Regions from separate parts of the Mus musculus genome. Here regions 1, 2 and 3 are each linked to region 4. A link is a contact called in public HiChIP or PLAC-seq data. All regions are on one chromosome and are shown on one strand. Each heading gives the region's core, a stretch centred on a gene start, on an enhancer-like site or on the middle of the called end of the contact. The rest is flanking DNA. Distances are from core to core; before and after follow the strand shown. Region 1 has its middle 20 kb from the start of Mir8103. Region 2 holds the start of Osbpl7 (oxysterol binding protein-like 7). Region 3 holds the start of Mien1 (migration and invasion enhancer 1). Region 4 holds the start of Epop (elongin BC and polycomb repressive complex 2 associated protein).

The links. HiChIP or PLAC-seq counts read pairs in DNA pulled down with a chosen protein or histone mark.
Region 1: a FOXA1 HiChIP or PLAC-seq map of pancreatic cancer cells shows a contact between it and region 4. The contact joins the enhancer-like site here to the promoter of Epop in region 4. A contact is called at or near these places in 1 of 39 promoter capture datasets (liver) and 2 of 115 datasets of contacts at active chromatin or transcription factors (embryonic stem cells and pancreatic cancer cells).
Region 2: an H3K27ac HiChIP or PLAC-seq map of extraembryonic endoderm stem cells shows a contact between it and region 4, with 2.8 times the contacts expected there. The contact joins the promoter of Osbpl7 here to the promoter of Epop in region 4. A contact is called at or near these places in 1 of 39 promoter capture datasets (cranial neural crest) and 1 of 115 datasets of contacts at active chromatin or transcription factors (extraembryonic endoderm stem cells).
Region 3: a FOXA1 HiChIP or PLAC-seq map of pancreatic cancer cells shows a contact between it and region 4. The contact joins the promoter of Mien1 here to the promoter of Epop in region 4. A contact is called at or near these places in 1 of 39 promoter capture datasets (cranial neural crest) and 1 of 115 datasets of contacts at active chromatin or transcription factors (pancreatic cancer cells).

Annotation. Positions count from the first base shown.
Region 1 is chr11:97,081,572-97,085,814 of GRCm38.p6, reverse strand. No RefSeq gene overlaps it. Among named protein-coding and RNA genes, the nearest start is that of Mir8103, 20 kb to the right of the region's middle. Within about 2 kb of position 1,819, at least 41 of the 459 cell types and tissues checked have an H3K27ac peak or open chromatin away from gene starts, as enhancers often do. A contact at or near this core is called in pancreatic cancer cells, where this site is marked.
Region 2 is chr11:97,049,203-97,053,761 of GRCm38.p6, reverse strand. Osbpl7 (oxysterol binding protein-like 7) reads right to left here and starts at 2,942. Exons shown (of 23, transcript NM_001310509.2): 1 at 2,809-2,942; 2 at 1,386-1,537; 3 at 1,151-1,276; 4 at 939-992. The coding sequence starts at 1,460. Mrpl10 (mitochondrial ribosomal protein L10) reads right to left here. Exons shown (of 5, transcript NM_026154.3): 5 at 4,549-4,559.
Region 3 is chr11:98,436,612-98,440,615 of GRCm38.p6, reverse strand. Mien1 (migration and invasion enhancer 1) reads left to right here and starts at 1,628. Exons shown (of 4, transcript NM_025559.2): 1 at 1,628-1,758; 2 at 1,872-1,969; 3 at 2,303-2,379; 4 at 2,471-2,908. The coding sequence starts at 1,670. The coding sequence ends at 2,554. Erbb2 (erb-b2 receptor tyrosine kinase 2) reads right to left here. Exons shown (of 27, transcript NM_001003817.1): 27 at 2,900-4,004. The coding sequence ends at 3,948.
Region 4 is chr11:97,627,811-97,632,208 of GRCm38.p6, reverse strand. It overlaps Epop (elongin BC and polycomb repressive complex 2 associated protein), which reads left to right and starts at 2,493. Exons shown (of 1, transcript NM_175332.3): 1 at 2,493-4,398. The coding sequence starts at 2,928. The coding sequence ends at 4,037.

The DNA.
Region 1 (4,243 bases), core at 570-3,069, 550 kb after region 4:
TAGCGCACACCTTTAATCCCAGCACTCGGGAAGCAGAGGCAGGCAGATTTCTGAGTTCCAGGCCAGCCTGGTCTACAAAGTGAGTTCCAGGATAGCCAGGGCTATACAGAGAAACCAAAAAAAGAAAAGAAGAGGGCTGGTGAGATGGCTCAGTGGGTAAGAGCACCCGACTGCTCTTCCGAAGGTCCAGAGTTCAAATCCCAGCAACCACATGGTGGCTCACAACCATCTGTAACGAGATCTGACGCCCTCTTCTGGAGTGTCTGAAGACAGCTACAATGTACTTCCATATAATAAATAAATAAATCTTTAAAAAAAAAAAGAAAAGAAGAGAAAAGCAAAGCACGAGGCAGCACAAGCCACAGTTCACCTGCTCTGCTCTCTCTCTCTCTCTCTCTCTCTCTCTCTCTCTCTCTCTCTCTCTCTCTGCCTCCTTCCAAGGTCACCTGTGTGGCAAGCGTGGCTGTGCTGCAGGTCCGCCCCACCCAAGCCCCAGCTGCTTCCCAGTCCTTAGCTGCCACTCCCTGGTGTGCATTCAAATCCACCGCTGTGGCTGGAGCCTTTTCTTGAACTTCAAGATCCAACACAGTCTAATCACCTTCTAGGTGTCTCAGCCCGAAGGGCCCATAGCCACCTCCCCAGCCCTCCCTTGTCTCCTGCCAAGCTGGACTCTCTAGTCCCCCTGCTCCTCACCCTCTCTAGGACAGCTTTCCCAAACCAGAACCCGCAGCTTCTAAGTGCGATCACCTCTCTCTGAACATTCTTCATCTTTTCTCTCGTTGGCTAACGCCCCTTATTTTCCATAGCTCCGCGGAAGGGCAATTGTTGAGGTTTGAACTGTGGCTACATACTGTAGTGCTGAATTCTGCCGTAGGTGACTCTCGCTTTCCCATCCAGTGCCTGTTCCCCAGGCTCACTCCGGCCTTGTCTGGACTGGACAGCATTTGAGGCAGACTGGGCTCCTGACTCAGAGAACATGCATCGTTTAGAAATGTCAGCTCCCGTTGCTAACTGGCGAACTCATTGCCATGTTATCCCAAAGCCATGCCCCCTCTCATTCCACAAGGGGCTTTTGTTTGTTTGTTTGTTTTTATTTTTTCATGACAAGGTCTTGCTCTTCACCCGTTTAGCCTCCAGCAGACAATACTTCCACCCCGGCCTTCCGAGTGCTGGGATTACAGGCCTGCGCCAGCATACCCCGGTTACTCCCCGTAGTCTTAAAGAGCTGTGAATTGTGGGCTGCCTCCTGCTTCTGCTTCCTCTACAAAATTGGACATGTGACCAGCTGGGTTAATTACAGCCTCTCTTGTCCCCTGCCACAGTGCTTCACAGACCATCAGTTGGACTCTCTCGGTGTCCTCCAGTTATGTGAACGAATACATCATTCCATTTCTATTTGAGTTGGTCCCAGTGGGACCCAGTCACTTACAGCTACAAGCTCCCCCACTGAAAGGGAACTCCAGAAACGCTTAATGAAGACACTAAGAAACTAGGTGACCTAGCTCCCAGGCCTGCCCTGTTCCCTCAGAGTGTGGAGAGACATTTCTGCATGCTTAGAAGGGATTCCATCGTCTTTACTTAAAGCACTTATGTCCCACAGATATGAACGACCTCAGCTGCTCAGCCAATCTTCTGCCTGCTCCAGGCAGCCACAACGCACTGTCTCCCAATCCCGTCATGTTCAGACTGCAGGTCTCTGCGTTTGCCTCGCTTGCCTGGCACTGCTCTCCGAGGGCTCATCCCGACCCACTCTGCCTGATCCCATCTCCTGTAAATTCCCGCCCACCGCAGAGGAACTCAGCCTTCTCTTCTGCCGTTATTACAGTCACGCTGAATCACAGCCATGTTGACTCATTGTCCTTCCTCTACTGACAGAGTCCCTTGAGGCCATGCTCCACTCCGTAGCCACCTTTGCTGCGGGGGGTGCCACCCACCCACAGTACTCTGTCAGCAAGCACGTGTTGAGAGGGAACTCTGGAAGAGGCTTATTTCCTCCTCCTGGCCCCTCACACTCCTAGGTTTCAGGTTTCAGAAGAGAGGCTAACCCCCTGACAGGACACTCTTGAAGAACAGAGTGTGGGCGGGAAGGTAGTGAGCGTGGTCGCTATGCTCACTGGTTTCTGGGTCCTTAGTGACATGTCCCTATTCTGACGGGAGCTCTGGATACCCCTGAGAGTCTCCTATCTCTGGTTTCCCACTAGAAGAAACCTAAAGACTCTATGAGCAAAGGAAGGCTCTTGAAGGTCTCCCGACCCTTCACCTGTGCGAGCAAGCCGACTGAGCATTAGGGCAGCCAGAGAAGAGGTCTGAGGAGACTCTTGCATGTAGCAGGATTCTGATCACACGAGGCTTCCCATACCCGTGACAGGCAGGTCGGGGGGTGGGGAGGAGGAATGCTCGACAGCAGAGCATCTGGAATCTCCAGTCGCTGTGTGGCCTTAGGCAGCTCGTTTAATTTCTGTCTCTGATCCGCTCTACTGATAGGATCTGTAAAATCAGACGGATGGTAGTACTAACCTCCTACAGAATAAGCGGATGACGCAGAAAGCACACACCAACTGTTTCATAATTGCTTGTCTGTATAACAGTAGGGCTTCGTGTGTGGAAGCTCAATATACAGACTCTTTAATAAAAGGACTCCCGCTAAAGGCTTGTCAGTGGCGTGGGCGGGACGGGGCACAAATGGTTATGAAACTACTTGAAGGGCAGAAAGAATATGATGAAGTTCATCATGTTTCCACAAGGGGGCAGTCTAATCTCCCCAAAGCGCCCACTTCATGATGGAACCCACTGACCTCTATACCATCATCTCCTTTGTTCTAGGGCATCTTCACCAAAGAGCAATCCAGGCCCCTGACGCTTGACCATGGCTGAAAATGCTGCTGAGTGATGATCAATGAATCCTAAAAAGACACCTCCAAACTCAGGCTGTGTGTACCTGGAGCACACACCCTCACTTCCATCCCCCACCCCCAAGTTTCAGCTGACCAACTTCACTAACTGTTCCAGGTTCTGCTACCTTGGGGGCTATCAGTGAATGGGAGAGAGGGGCATCAAGTGCTTCCACATCTAGACTTGCTGGTTTGGGTCTTCTCTGTTCCTAGTCAGAGAGTCAGGCTTTGCTGCTGGCCTTACCTAATAGGCCCTCATAATTCTGATCCTTAACACCACAGACTTGGCTCCTGTGCGCCAAATGCCCGACCCTGACTGCAGTCTGGGATGGGTCACCTGAGTGTAGCACTGGTCCTCCCTCTGACTTTGCTGAGAGAAGCTGTAAGGTGATGGGAGGTGCGATGTGGGGGCGGCCTGGTAGGGAGAACAGGAACTAATTGCTGAGGGCAGGCTTAAGGCAGAAGTGGGATGGAGCAGTTAGGCCCTGAGACTGATGGAGCCCATTCCTGACAGGGGACCCTGCTGTTCCCTGGTCCCCGTCCAATAGGAGAGACAGTTCTAGATGAGGAAAGGAGATCACACAAATTCACCCTTCCCACAGAACAAGTGCAGGGTCACCTCTCCTGGCTGCTACAGCCTGCCATGGAGAGCAGGCAGAGTCCCTCCTGCTCTCCTGATCCCTCCACAGATCAAGGTAGAGGAATGAAGGGCAGAGGCAAGAGCCCAGACCCCGTCACTGCTGTCATCACCTCCCTGAGACTAGGTGTCCTCGGGGATCCTCGATGCTAGGTTAGAGAGGGTGGCATAGGGTGAGTCACAAGAATCAAGGTTTGGAAGGAGAGAACACTAAGGGTCCTGCCAACTGTAGGTGAGAAAGAACTGCATTCAGTTCTGAAAGTGGCCGACAATGTCTTAGCTGGGGTAAGACCAGACAAGACAGATGGTGTGAGCTAAGGTCCATCAGCTCCCTCACCAAAGATGGGATCCGGGGGGATGGAGCTCAGCCTTTGGCAGTTAAGGAGCCCAGGGCCATGGAGAGTCTTGCCTCATCCACCTCAGTAGTGAAGTTCTGGAAAAACAGGAGGGCCCTTGCTGTCAAAGGTCAAGGAGCGGCAATGGACATTTGACTCTAGACATCACCTCAGTGCGTGCGCTGGGACACACGTGGAGAGCTGCTGTGTGACCAAATGTTTTGGAGGAGATCAACACACCTGCCTATCCCCCACCCTTAGATAGGGAGCCCATAGCAGACCAGAGTACAGTGTCTTTGTTAGGGTTTTACTGCTGTGAACAGACACCATGACCAAGACAAGTCTTATAAAGGATAGCATTTTATTGGGGCTGGCTTGCA
Region 2 (4,559 bases), core at 1,693-4,192, 580 kb after region 4:
TGTGCCCCCCACCCCGTGTCAGCAGGAAGGAGGCTGACTCCAGGGAAGCAGCTGTTTCGTGGCGTTTTGGGTTCTAGGAGCCACAGGGGAAACCGAAATGCAAACCTGCTCATGTCTAATAGTAAAAGGTGCAGTTTCTTCACATAACCTATATATACGGTCTCTGTGTTCTTTAAGCATTTCTAGACGATTTCTACTTTTTTTTTTACTTTTTATTTTTTTATTATTATTTATATGAGTACATTGTCACTCTCTTCAGAGACACAGAACAGGTCATCAGGTTCCATTACAGATAGTTGTGAGCCACTATGTGGTTGCTGGGAATTGAACTCAGGACCTCCGGAAGAACAGTCAGTGTTCTTAACCGCTGAGCCATCTCTCCAGCCCTCTAGACGATTTCTTTTTTTTTTTTTTTTTTTAAATATTTATTTATTTATTTATTATATGTAAATACACTGTAGCTGTCCTGAGACACTCCAGAAGAGAGAGTCAGATCTCGTTACAGATGGTTGTGAGCCACCATGTGGTTGCTGGGATTTGAACTCCTGACCTTCGGAAGAGCAGTCGGGTGCTCTTACCCACTGAGCCATCTCACCAGCCCCCTCTCTAGACGATTTCTAATACCTAATGGCAAGCAATGGGCACGGTATGGGATTGGCAGTTCTAGTGTGTAGGGAATCATGACAAGAAAAAAATACAGTATATGTGTTTAGTGCAGGCATTTTGAAAGTAGGTGTGTGTGTGTGTGTTTAAATTGTTGAACCTGCAGGTGTGGAGCCTATGGATACAAAAAGCCAACTGTAACTTGACAGAGGTTGCTGAAAGGTGGAACTGAGTGAGAGCCATACCCTGCTCTGGCTAACTCAAGACTCCCCCCACCTGCTCAGAACATCCTGGGACAGGCTCCCCCCAGCCCCCAAGCCCGGAACCTGACTCACATCTTGTCGAGTCGTGGCATAGTGTAGGATCCCGTCCTCCAGCACAAAGTACCTCTGTACCCCAGAGGGACAGAACAAGCAGCCAGGAACATGGAGGGTGGGGGGTGGGGAGAGAACAAACACACACATTTTTCTTCTCCTTTCCACACAGGAATACCAGGGCTGTCCAGCAGCCTTCCTCAGGTAGCTCCTCCCTTGCCCTGCCGCCCTACCTTGTGCCAGCCCTTAAGAGGCCACTTCCTCTTCTTGAGCAGGTGTCCTTCCTGTCTCTCAGGCATGATGTCGTCTGCTCCCAGCCTGCCCCGAGGCTCCTCCATCACCTCCCACAGCTCCGAGGCCTGAAGTCCAGAGTAGAAGGAGAACAGCAGTTGCTGAGGCCACTGCTACCTCAGTCCACGCCCCAGGGACCCAAGCCCCGCCTACCCTCCGGCACTCTTCTGCTCAGACCTGCTGGGTACTGCTGGGCTTTGAAGACTGAGTACTCTCAGCCAAAGAGGGCGTGTCTCTTTCCTGGAAGTCCATGAGGAAGAAGTTGCTCCCCGATGAGGACGGCAGGGCCGGGTGGGTTGGGGAGAATGTCACCTTGTCCTGGGGGAACCCTTGAAGCAAGAGAGAGACCCACGAGTACTACCATACTGCCATGTGTCCCACCGTCCCACCGCTGGTCCCTCCCACACCGAGACACACATCCTCCACTCACATGACATCCCCACACCCCCAGTTCCCTGACCACCCCTGGGCCTGGGCAGCTACGCCCAACCCAACCCCCACTGTGGCCACTGCACCCAATGTGTGCCTCTGTCCCGGACATGCACCCAGGAATCCAGGAAACACTCTGTGTTTGTGAGGCTGGGGAATGAAGGAAGAAGAGAGTCCAAGAAAATAGGGGGGAGGGGGGGCTCAGAGACTTGGTGAGCAAGATCTCCTTAGCTCAGCTGCCTCCCCATCCAGTATCTCTGCCTACATCTGTGGCTTTGCCACCCCTCTGGCACAACTGTTCTCAAACTTCTACTAACTGGCCCCCTATAGCTGTCAGTTCTCACTCCCATTTTCTGCATGGGGAAACTGAGGCCTGAGACAGTCCCATCTTCCCATGCCTCCTCTCACCAGACACCCAGACACGCCGAGAATACCCACCTTGGACTCTCTTCCCTGCAAAGCCTTACCAGCCCCTTGCTACCATGTTAGTCCTCTGTGTTCCTGAGAAACCTCCCACCCAGAAGGAGCAGGGCACTGACCGGCTATGACACTGTGGGTGGGAGAAGAGGTGGCCAAGAACATGTCGTGGTCCACCCAGGTCCCGAGGCAGTGCCCACAGGCGTCCTTGGCACCGGCTCTGGCCATCCTGGCTCCGCCAGGAGATCAATAATGCATGAGCGCTGTGTGTGTGTGTGTGTGTGTGTGTGTGTATGAAGGGGAAGGGACTGGAGGAGTGATGTTGCCCTGTGTCTGGGGAAGCAGCTCAGAGCTTCATGCAGCTAGCAAGCACCTGAGGAGTTGAGGCCCAGAAGGGGCAGGGAAGGGACAGTGTGAGTGTGGCCAGGAGGTCACAGCATAAGGGACCAGGCTACAAGAGGCTGGCCCAAGGGGAAACTCCTGCATTCAGCCATTTAAAGTTTCAAAACTCTTCCGGTGCTGGGGTATTTCTATGCCCTTGTCCTGGCCGCTAGAACCCTGGCCATTTGCTGCTGGCCCCCCCGCAGAGGTGGGAAGTATCTACCGGTAGGAAGGAGAGGTGGAGTGAGACAGGTGAGTGCCCCCCTTAACCACCCCCATTCTCAGCGCCTTTACCAGAGGAGTAGACCCACCAGCTCCAGAGGAGAGGAAGCCTTCCCAGGAATGTCAGGCCGTGACAGCAAGGCCCCCTTACCCCAGGATCCATGGACGCCAGAGCCTCTTGATCCGTACGCTGCTGTGCCTGAGACTGTCTCCGAGTCACCGGCTAGCTCTTCACAGAACTGAGCAGTTGCAGCAGCTACTGCAGGAACCAGGAAGGAAGGAGACGTCGGAGCCTCCCCTCCAGCCGGATCTCCCCACCTGCCCCTCCTCCGTTGCCTCCTCCCGCCAAGCTCCGGGCTGCCGCTCAGCTCTGCCCCCCTGCTCTCGGGAGGACTAAGGACGGAGTGGTACCAAATGACTTGGAAATGAGGGGCACAATCCCCACTGGGCATAGTTCCACATGCTTCAGAGGACTGAACAACTGCTGGCTTCAAGCCATCGAAGGTAAAGGATTTTATTCAGACTAACATGGCCTTGACCCCAGTGAACACTCAAGGCCATTTCCTTATTCACCCTGCCTCTCAATTACACCTGAAATAGATGGCATATTTTGGACCAGCAAAGATATCAGGTTGACTGGGAAGGGACAGAGACACCGTCCCACCCCACCCCCACATACTCTGGGACATGACAATCTGTGCCAGGAGCACAGTCAGCAGGCAAGAGGGACAGCTGAAGCCCCACCGAGGCTCCTCATTGAGAGCAATGCCCTACCAGGTCAGTCCGTGGCAATCAGGAAGTATGGGTGCAGCAAGTCTCTAGGAGCAGAGATGCAGAGAGGTGGGAGCAGCTATGCAGTCATGGGCTGGCAGTTATAAAACAAAGACTAGCTGGGGCCCCTCCCCTGACCCTCAAACACCTTTACCCCACTGTGTTCAGTTGCTGAAATAATCAAGAATTACATTATGAGAAAGACCTACAATTCCCAAATGGATGAGCACGGACTAACAGGTTTGGTGCCTGAGAAATGGTAGCACCAGCAGGCTCTGGTATGATGGAAGGCTCTTGTGTGGCTGCAGAGATGATGTGGGCCAATCGTCTGCTCCACCTTTCTAGACATCAAAGTCTTACACACCACAGCAGTACCTGCTGTCTGGGCTCCCTTCAAAACCTCAGCATGGATTTAGCCTCCCAAGAGGGAGGGGTGCAGTGGGCAGCACCAGGCAGGCCTCTGGAGGCAAAGTGGCACCAGGAGGAGCTACTCTGACATCCAGAGCCTCAAGGGCCTTTTAAATGATTGAGTATCCCTGGGCATCTGCAGAGGTGGGGACTGTGGGAAGCTGGTCCTGGCCCAGGCCAGAGGATAGCTGCTGCAGATCTTCCAACTGTCCAGGACTAAAGACGCTGCGGCACTGCTCCAAGTCTGGGAAGGAATGCTAAGGAGTCACTCCACATTCACCCTGATCCACTCAGGATCAAGAACAGTGGCAGGCCACAGGCGGGAGGTGCCACTTCCCAAGACTCAGGGAGGGCCTCCTGCCATAGCCCCCAGGGCTCCTATTACATGAGAACTCTAGTTCCCCCAGCCTTCGTAAGGAAAAGCACGTGAGATGTAGTATTTGGAAGGACAGGCAACTAGGGAAGATGGCTTTTAAGGAAGAAAAGTGAGAATTTGGAGAGGACTTGAAATAACCCAGACAATAACTTTGTAAGATCAGGAGTTCAGGGCTGGAGACTTGGCTGTAAGCACTTGCTCTTCCGAGGACTCAGGTTCAATCTCCTACTCACATGGTGGTTCACCACCACCAGGAACTCTAGCTCCAGATCAATGCTCTCTTCTGACCTCTGTGTGCACAGGCTCATACAAAGGGTACAGATATAAACATAGGCAGGCTTTTAAAA
Region 3 (4,004 bases), core at 379-2,878, 810 kb before region 4:
ATATAATAATAAATAAATCTTTAGACTGGAGCAAGCGGGCCGACCAGAGTGAGCAGGGTCTACCGGAGTGAGAAGAGATCCTGAATTCAAATTCCCAGCAACCACATGATGGCTCACAACTATCAGTACAGCTGCAGTCTACTCATATATACATAAAATAAATAAATAAATTTAATCTAAAAAAAAAAAAGTAATATCATCAAAGAGACAGGCAACCAGTATTTGTGGTGGCTATGAAGAAACAACTCCTTGTGCCCTTTTGGTGGTGTAAAATGCTACAGCTGCTTAGAAAAAAAAAAACAAAAACAAAAAACAAAAACAAAAGCAGGTAGGCAATCCATAAAGAGTTAAATATAAATTTCTCGCAGCCCAGTAGTTTTAATTTTACTCTAAGGAACTTAAGAGAAATGGCAACACATCCATACAAAGGCATCTACAAGACATTTACTCAAAACAAACAACCCAAAGAAACCCAGATTAATGTTAATAGACAAATAATCTGTGCTTTTTCTATACAACAGAATGAAATAGTATTCATCAATAGAAAGGAACGCCTGGGACACAGCACTGGATGGAGGCTTGCTCTGATACAACAGAGCAAACGTCACATGCTGCAAGAGTCCATTTATGTGAAATGTCCAGAAAAGTTTAGAGAGCAGAGCAGCGATTGCTTGGGGCTGGAGTTGGAAGCTGCAAGCAAACAGGAAAGGCCTTCTTAGATCCATTGAAATATCCTATAACTAGATGGGATGACGTCAGAACTCAGCAAACACAGACCGACCCAACAATGAACAGTTTCAAGGGACACCAGAATGGGTGACTTGTTACGATACTGTAGTGGTGCTTCAGGGAAGGAAGAGACAGGGAGGACCCAGGCTGCAGTTCCAGAATTACAAACTGAGTTCAATGACACTAGCCCTCTAGCAAGAGGCAGGGATGAGGAGTGTGCATAAAGTGGGGGTCAGCACTTCAGAGTCAAAAGAACTAGAGTTCTGGGCTGATGAAGACGCTTGACCTGTAAGAGACAGACCTTTGAGACAGAATCTGATACTCTGAGTTCAATCCCTGGGACCCACATGATAAGATGGAGGAGGCCGAAAGTTGCTGTACTCTGACCTTCAAAAGCATGCTATGGCATGGCCCCCACCTCCAATACACACTCGTCCACAAATTAATAAATAAATGTAGTAAGTTTTAAAGATGCCCTCGCATGCATAAATTCACACTTATACACATATATACGTAATTAAAATATTCTTAAAAGTTAAAAAAAAAAGAACTCGAAAGAAAAGCAGTATGGTGTGGTTTCAAACGCTATCATCGTTCGAGAGGTAAATAGCAACACCAATCACAGACCATCAGCTACCTCGGCCGCCTGCCCCATTTTCTCTGTCTTTTGTAAATGGAAAATAGCTTTGTGATCACAGGCAGTTCGTTAGTAAGCAAATCCATGACTGTGAGCATTGGATGCCAATGAGCTCTCAGAACCCAGGATCAGTGCTGGTCCAGGATATTCGCTCTGCAGCTGGATCAAGATGTAGCAGTACCTGCTGACGGCAGAGGGCGCCCCGACGCAAAGCGAGGTCCGGACACGCCCACGGACACGCCCCCCACGTGACTTTGGCGTGGCGTCACACCCGGAAGCAGCCCTGCAGCGGAGCGGGCAGCAATGAGTGGGGAGCCAGCGCCGGTGTCCGTAGTGCCCCCTCCCGGGGAGGTGGAAGCAGGCAGTGGAGTCCACATCGTGGTGGAGTACTGGTAAGCCACTCGGGTTGAAAAGGAGCCTCTTGTGCTCGCCCGCAAGATGGGGGTGGATCCACGGGAGGCCCCACCCCCGGAACCCCAGCTCACTCCACGTCTCTTCTCCCCAGTAAACCCTGCGGCTTTGAGGCGACCTACCTGGAGCTGGCGAGCGCTGTGAAGGAGGAGTATCCGGGCATTGAGATTGAGTCGCGACTCGGGGGGACAGGTGAGGTCCGCAGAGCACCTGCTGAGTCAGTCCATGTGATAAAACTCCAGCTCTCCCTACATTCTAGAGCTGACATTGGCTGTTGTATATAAAGCCCCTAGTAGGGTCTGACACATAGCAAAAATGCCTACTGTGGGTTTGGAGTGAAGGAACTCTTAATGGCGTATTGGAAAGACGCACGGGTGAGGACTTTGGGGTTTGGGGCTGAATGGCTTCAGGATCGGTGTCTGCCGAGGCCATGAACAGTCTTGCTTGGACTCGAGGTGGTGCCAAGGACCTCCCTGAACTTCTGCCTGTTGTTCTTAGTTCGTTCTTGCATTTATTTCCTACCAGGGGCCTTCGAGATTGAGATCAATGGACAGCTGGTGTTCTCCAAGCTGGAGAATGGAGGGTTTCCTTATGAGAAAGACGTGAGTATTTAATGTACCTCGGGAGGGTGGCTGAGACGAGACACACCCTCCTCTCCTGTGCATGACACTCGCCCATGTCTCTGTCCGCTAGCTCATGGAAGCCATCCGAAGAGCCAGCAATGGAGAACCTGTAGAAAAGATCACCAACAGCCGGCCTCCCTGTGTCATCCTGTGACTAAGAAATGATTCTTGGAAGCTTGGTTCTGGGGTTTAAACCTTTCCTTGTGGTTACGCTAGGAATCCCTCTACCTTTAGCCCCTCACTTGGCCCTAGGTAACTAAGACCCTGACTTCACTTTGCCTCTTAGGGCACAAGGAGGGACTAGACATTTCTGTGGCCAAAGGCAGAAAAGAGATGTTCTCTGTGAACATCACCATCGCTCTCCCGGGATCTGTGCCCTCTGCAGTTTGGTCCTCTCCCCAGCGTGGCAATACCTTTCAGATGCCACGGTTGCTATAACTTATTTTCCCTGAATCCTGGGCAGTGTCGGCTCTTGGCAATAAAGAGTAATTACAAATGCTTGTGTCAACTGGCGTGTGTTTATGTCCAGCCTGTGCGGGGGGCACACAGGTCAGTCTGGCCCTGCTAACACCTAGTGGGTGGGACTAACACCTAGTGGGTGGGGTTTTCCTGGATGGATACTTCTTTCTAAGGCAAGGAAAACAAGTCACATGGCAATGCTCTCCACAAGCTCCCCTCTCCCACTGGGAGGACAGGACTTCATTCTGGGGGTAGCCTTGGAATGAGTGTGTCCAACGGAGTATTCTGGGGGTAGCCTTGGTATGAGTGTGTCCAACGGAGAATGACCCTGTTGCCAAAGGGCCTTCAGAAGGAATCCTAACTCCCCAGTCCCTCAAGCCCAAAGCCAAATTGTCTCAAACTTTTGGAAGATCTCTACACACTCACTCCAGGAGGAGCTGTGTGTCAGATGAGCAATACGGTTTGACCCGGCCCGGGACCACTCTCAGACATAGGCTGGGGTCCAGTTATTTTACAAATCTCATTGCAAATGGAGAAAGGGGACAGCACCCCCCGACTTTCATATAACACCCACTCTCCCACTGTATCCTTATTTCATCTTTAAAAAAAAAACAAAAAACAAAAGTAAAAACAGAACAAAATAAACTCTGTACAAAGACCAGTCTGGGTGCAAGTGCTGTCCCCCTCTTGGGATGCACGTGCCTCAGTCCTAGTGGGGTGTCCTGCTCCCAGGATATTCACCTGGGGCCTCCTCCCTTGCAGGCTGAGCTTCCCTCAGTCTTCAGAACCAAGAGAGCCAGGCCAGGTAAGGAATACCCACTGGACCCTACAGTCTGTCAGGGCAGTCAGGGTCTGTAATCCTCTGGGGCTGAACAGTGTGCTGTCTCTTCCGGCCAGGCGGGGCCCTCTTAACCACTCAGGATTGAAGCATCGAGCGAGGTTCCTCAGGGCACGTTCCTGGCATAGCCGGCTGCCCTGGATGTCATGTGGCCAGAGGACCTTCTCCCTGCTTTGTGGCGGGCGATGGAGACCACAAGTTAGGCCTTCCTTCCCCACTCTGAAGACAGAGGATGTCTGCACATGTGACCTCATACTGGCACATCCAGGCCTAGGTACTCAGGGTTCTCTGCAGTGGGGGTCCCTTC
Region 4 (4,398 bases), core at 1,244-3,743:
AACAGTTCCTCGCACCCAGCTTGTGTCTGTAGGGGAAGCAGCCACCCATCCTGTGGTAGGCGGAGGATGGGGGCGAGTGCCCTCTACTGTTCACTGTGGGAAGTGCAGCAGTTGGGTCGGCCCACGTGAGGGGATTGGTGCTGGGAAACTTCGCGTTCAGCCCTGCTGTTGATATTGTGAGAAAAGCACAGTTGTCCCATTTTCTGAAAGGGACGTTGAGACACAGCGTATCTGGGCAATCATAGCCGCCCCCACCAAGTCTTCTGAAAAAGATGGTACCTTGACGTCGGGTCATTTCAACTGTGGCATATACCCATTCCCCACAGTGTTTTTAACTGCTTCCATGTATTCCGGGAAGGGAAGGTGGAGGGAATTTCTCCTCCAGGGGAGAACTCTTTAACCGTGTTGACCCCTTCATTAAAACCCTTATCTCAGGGTTGGGGAGCTGGCAGCTTTGGAGTGGGAGAAGGGAGAAGCCTGGGAGCTGCATTGTTATATAATTTTCCCTGATTTATTCACACAGAGATCCACACCGTGCTGGGTGCAGGGCTGCAAATTCGAGAGACACCAGAAAACGGGGAAGAGAAAGGAGCCTCCCAGGCCAAGCTCCTGCAGTGGGCCAAGGCTGATCTCAGACATCTGTCACAGAACCTAGAGAAGAGCATGGAGTTAGATGTCTCTCTCTCTAAGCCAAAAACATCCTGCTAAGGCTTCCAACCCCCTCCCTAGTGCAGATCACCCACCTTCTATAATGTCTTCCAGATAGAGAGAGAGAGATTAAAGTAGGGTGAGGGCTCTATGGGCAAAGGAGCCTGGAGGTTAGATCCAGTTCAAACATGTGACCTGGCAGGACCCCAGAGGGACCCACCCACTTCATGACAGCTGTTCCTTAGAGGAAACCTGGGGTAGGGGAAGTGGGAGATCAGAATATTGAACCCTCTTCATCAGTAAGTCCCACTTTGAAGCTTTACCTTGGGTCTCTGCCAAGGAAAGGGTGTGTGTGTGGGGGGGGGGGGGGCCCATCCTCCCATCCCTTTCTTCTCAGGTCTTGTTTGATGTTATTTAGAAAAACAGTGTGTCTATTGTCACCGCTGGGAGGATGAGGATGCAAGCTGCATCATTTGTCCTGGTACAGAAAAAGCGATTGTACATGTTAAGTGTAGCACTCGGGAGGGTGAAGCCAGACGCTGGAGTTCCAGGCCACATGGTGGGTGAGACCCTATCAGCGAGGGAGGGAGAGCTTTCTTTTGCCCTGGCTCAGAAGAAAAATCTGTATCCCTCAGTCTCATCCTACCCCTAGTCCAAGCCAACATATAAATCTCGTGTACTTCTGCAGATGAAAAGCAGCTGTTTCTAACCTGATTTTAGGATGACGATGAATAGCCCAAAGACTCACAAATGTTTATTGTGCCGTTTGGGCAGTAGGGATATAGCAGTGATCAAGACTGGATGCTCTACTGGCCGCTGGGCTCGACTGTGCAGCCAGGGCACCAGCTCTTTCTAGACTCCGAGGAGAGGTCAGCACTAAGGAACAAGCCAGTTTCACAAATGAGCAGGCTGTGTAGGAACTAGAGGGGAAGAGATGTGAGAGATGTGTACATTATCAGAGCATGTTCTGGAAATTATTCACTTTTTGTTTGTGGATGGAGAGTAAGGTTTTTGGTCTTTTCCACCCATTCAGGTCGCTCAGGATCCAGATGGTCGAGTCCTGGGATCTGGAGGCTCCCAACGGTGCCAGCGCGTTGGAATTCCGTTAAGATGTGGGGCACTTCCATACTTCACCAAGAAAAGGAAACAAGTACGGAGAGAAAGTCAGCTTATTGTCTTCCGTGGGTGTGTCGAAGCTCCCCTTTCTCCAAATTTATTTTTTTCTTTTATGAATCTTGCACATATATAGCGAATTCCTAATCATTCACTCTACAAGCGTTTTTGTTTGCTTTTGAGTTCCCGAGTGCCAGGCCCCTGTTCTACCGGCCCTGAGCAAAGACCACAGGACACTCTTAGCAAGCGACTCCTTGCTACACCAAGCTCTTAAGCCACCGACGCTCGGCTTCATCTTTTTCCTCTACGTTGGTTTTGAGTTTGTCTCTCTGAATTCACGGAGCACCATTTTCTTCCAAAGGGCTGAAACAAACTTTCCCATTTTACAGATGCGGAAAAACCGCGACTTCTACTGGGTAAACAAGTGACTGGACCTGCGACCAGCTAAAACGATCCCAGGCCATCAACAGGCCACCAGGAGCCGTGCGTCTGGCCCCTCGCACTTCCACCCGCGCGCGCCTAGATCCACGCGTCCCTGCTCTCCGCCCTCCAGCCCAGCAGCTCCGGGTCCACGTGTGTGTGTCTGTGTGCGGAATGGGGACGGGGGCCGTGCCGCCAGAGGGGTGGGGTCTACGTGACGTCAGAGCAGCAGCGCCCAATCAGAGGCGGGCTCGCAGCCGCGGCGCTGGTATTGGGGCAGCGAGGGGGCAGTTCTCTATAACGCGGTCTCCGGAGCCAGCGGGGAAGAAAGAAGCTGAGAGGGCGGAAGGCGCCCTCCCCGCCGCTGGGCCCGGGCACCGGGCGCCGGGCCGGGGTCCTTCCCGCCGGCGGCGAGCGCCGGCTGCTTTGTTTGCCCCCGCCTCGGCGTTGAGGGGTGATCGTGCCGGGCATTGCGCCGGGAACGCGGCGGCAGGAAGCGCGACCGATCGCACCGGGGACGCGCGGGGACCCAGGAGTCCGGCCGCGGCGAGGGCCGCGTGACGATACCGAGGAGAGAGCCGGAGCGCCGCCGCGGGCTCTTGGTGGTGGGCCCCGGACGCCCGTGAGCACAGACCTCCCCGTCGACGGGGGGCGATGTTCCCCTGGCCCGCAGGCTCTTCGGGCCGCCGGGGTATCCCGCCGTTGGGACCAGGGCCCCCGCAGTGGGCGACCCCCAAGGCTGCTCCATGGAGACTCTGTGTCCTCCTCCCCGCCTGGCAGTGCCCGCTTCCCCGCGGGGGTCTCCCTGCTCGCCTACGCCCCTGAAGCCGCGTCGGGGGACCCCAGAGTTCTCCCCACTGTGCCTGCGTGCCCTCGCCTTCTGCGCCCTTGCCAAACCCCGGCCGTCCTCCCTGGGCCTGGGGCCTGGAGAGCTGGCGCCGCGGACCCCGGTGCTGCTGGGCCCCCCGGCCTCGCCATGCACAGGAGGCTGGGCCGCGGACGGCCTGAAGCACCTCGGGGGACAGGCCGGGCGGCCGAGCGACGTGAGCTCCCCGGCCCGCGAGGATGCAGACGTCGCGGTGTGCCCAGGCGGTGGAGAGGAGGAAGAGGGCGGAGGCGGCTTCCCGCACTTCGGCGCTGGTTCCTGCGCACCTCCGGGCCGCTGCCCTGCTCCCCTGCGTCCTCAGGACTCTCCGACCAACCCCGCCTGGTCCCCGCCCAGGCCAGCCCGGGGTCTTGATGCAGCTAGCAGTCCGCCCCTTGAGCCCGGCTCCCCGCCTCCGTCGCCACCTGCGGGCCTCTCCCCGGAGCCTGCGCCTTCCGAGCAGCCTGTGCCGGCCTCCGAGGCTCCAGGGGGTGGAGACCCTGCGCCGACCGCGCCTGAGGCACCCGCGCTCAGCCCCTCGACGGCAGACGCAGCACCGGACCCGCCCCGCGATCTCCGCCAGGAACATTTCAACCGCCTGATCCGCCGCTCGAAACTTTGGTGTTACGCGAAGGGGTTCGCCCTGGACACTCCAAGTTTGCGCCGAGGGCCCGAACGGCCCGCGGCCAAAGCCCGTGGAGCAGCCAAGAAACGACGGCGGCCAGCGCCGCCCCCGCCCAGTGTGCAGCCACGGCGGCCCGTCCCGACGCTTCCTACATCGAGCACCTTCAGCCTCCTTGACTGCTTCCCCTGTCCCCCAGCTCTGGTGGTGGAAGAGAACGGAGACCTAGGGCCGGCTTCCTCGCTTCGCCTCCAGGGAGACGCCAAGCCGCCGCCTGCCCACCCGCTGTGGAAGTGGCAGATGGGAGGACCCGCTGTCCCTGAGCCCCCGGGTCTCAAATCCTGGTGGGTCAACTTGGAAGAACTATGAGCGTCGGACCTCTTCTACCCGGGGGCAAGTTGGGTTCCCCGGACAGACTGAGGGCTCCAGGAGGGAGCATCGATTCTGAAATTTGGCTGATCTTTGCTTTGCATTTTATGGGCTGTGGCCCGCGGGACCTCAAATGACAGTGATCTTCAAGCACCCGAGAGGTCCGGCTGATGCTCTTTCTACTCATCTTTGTGGAAGATCCAAGGACTGGCGTCCGGGAAAGCCTGCAGAAAGCTTAGTGACCATCTCCGTCCTCCCTGCGGGCGGGCAGAGCCTTCACCGCAGGGGAGCACAGCGGCTAAGGCCCGAAGACCAAAAGAAAGGGACAGAGGGACGGACCTTGGTGATGGACAAACCGGTT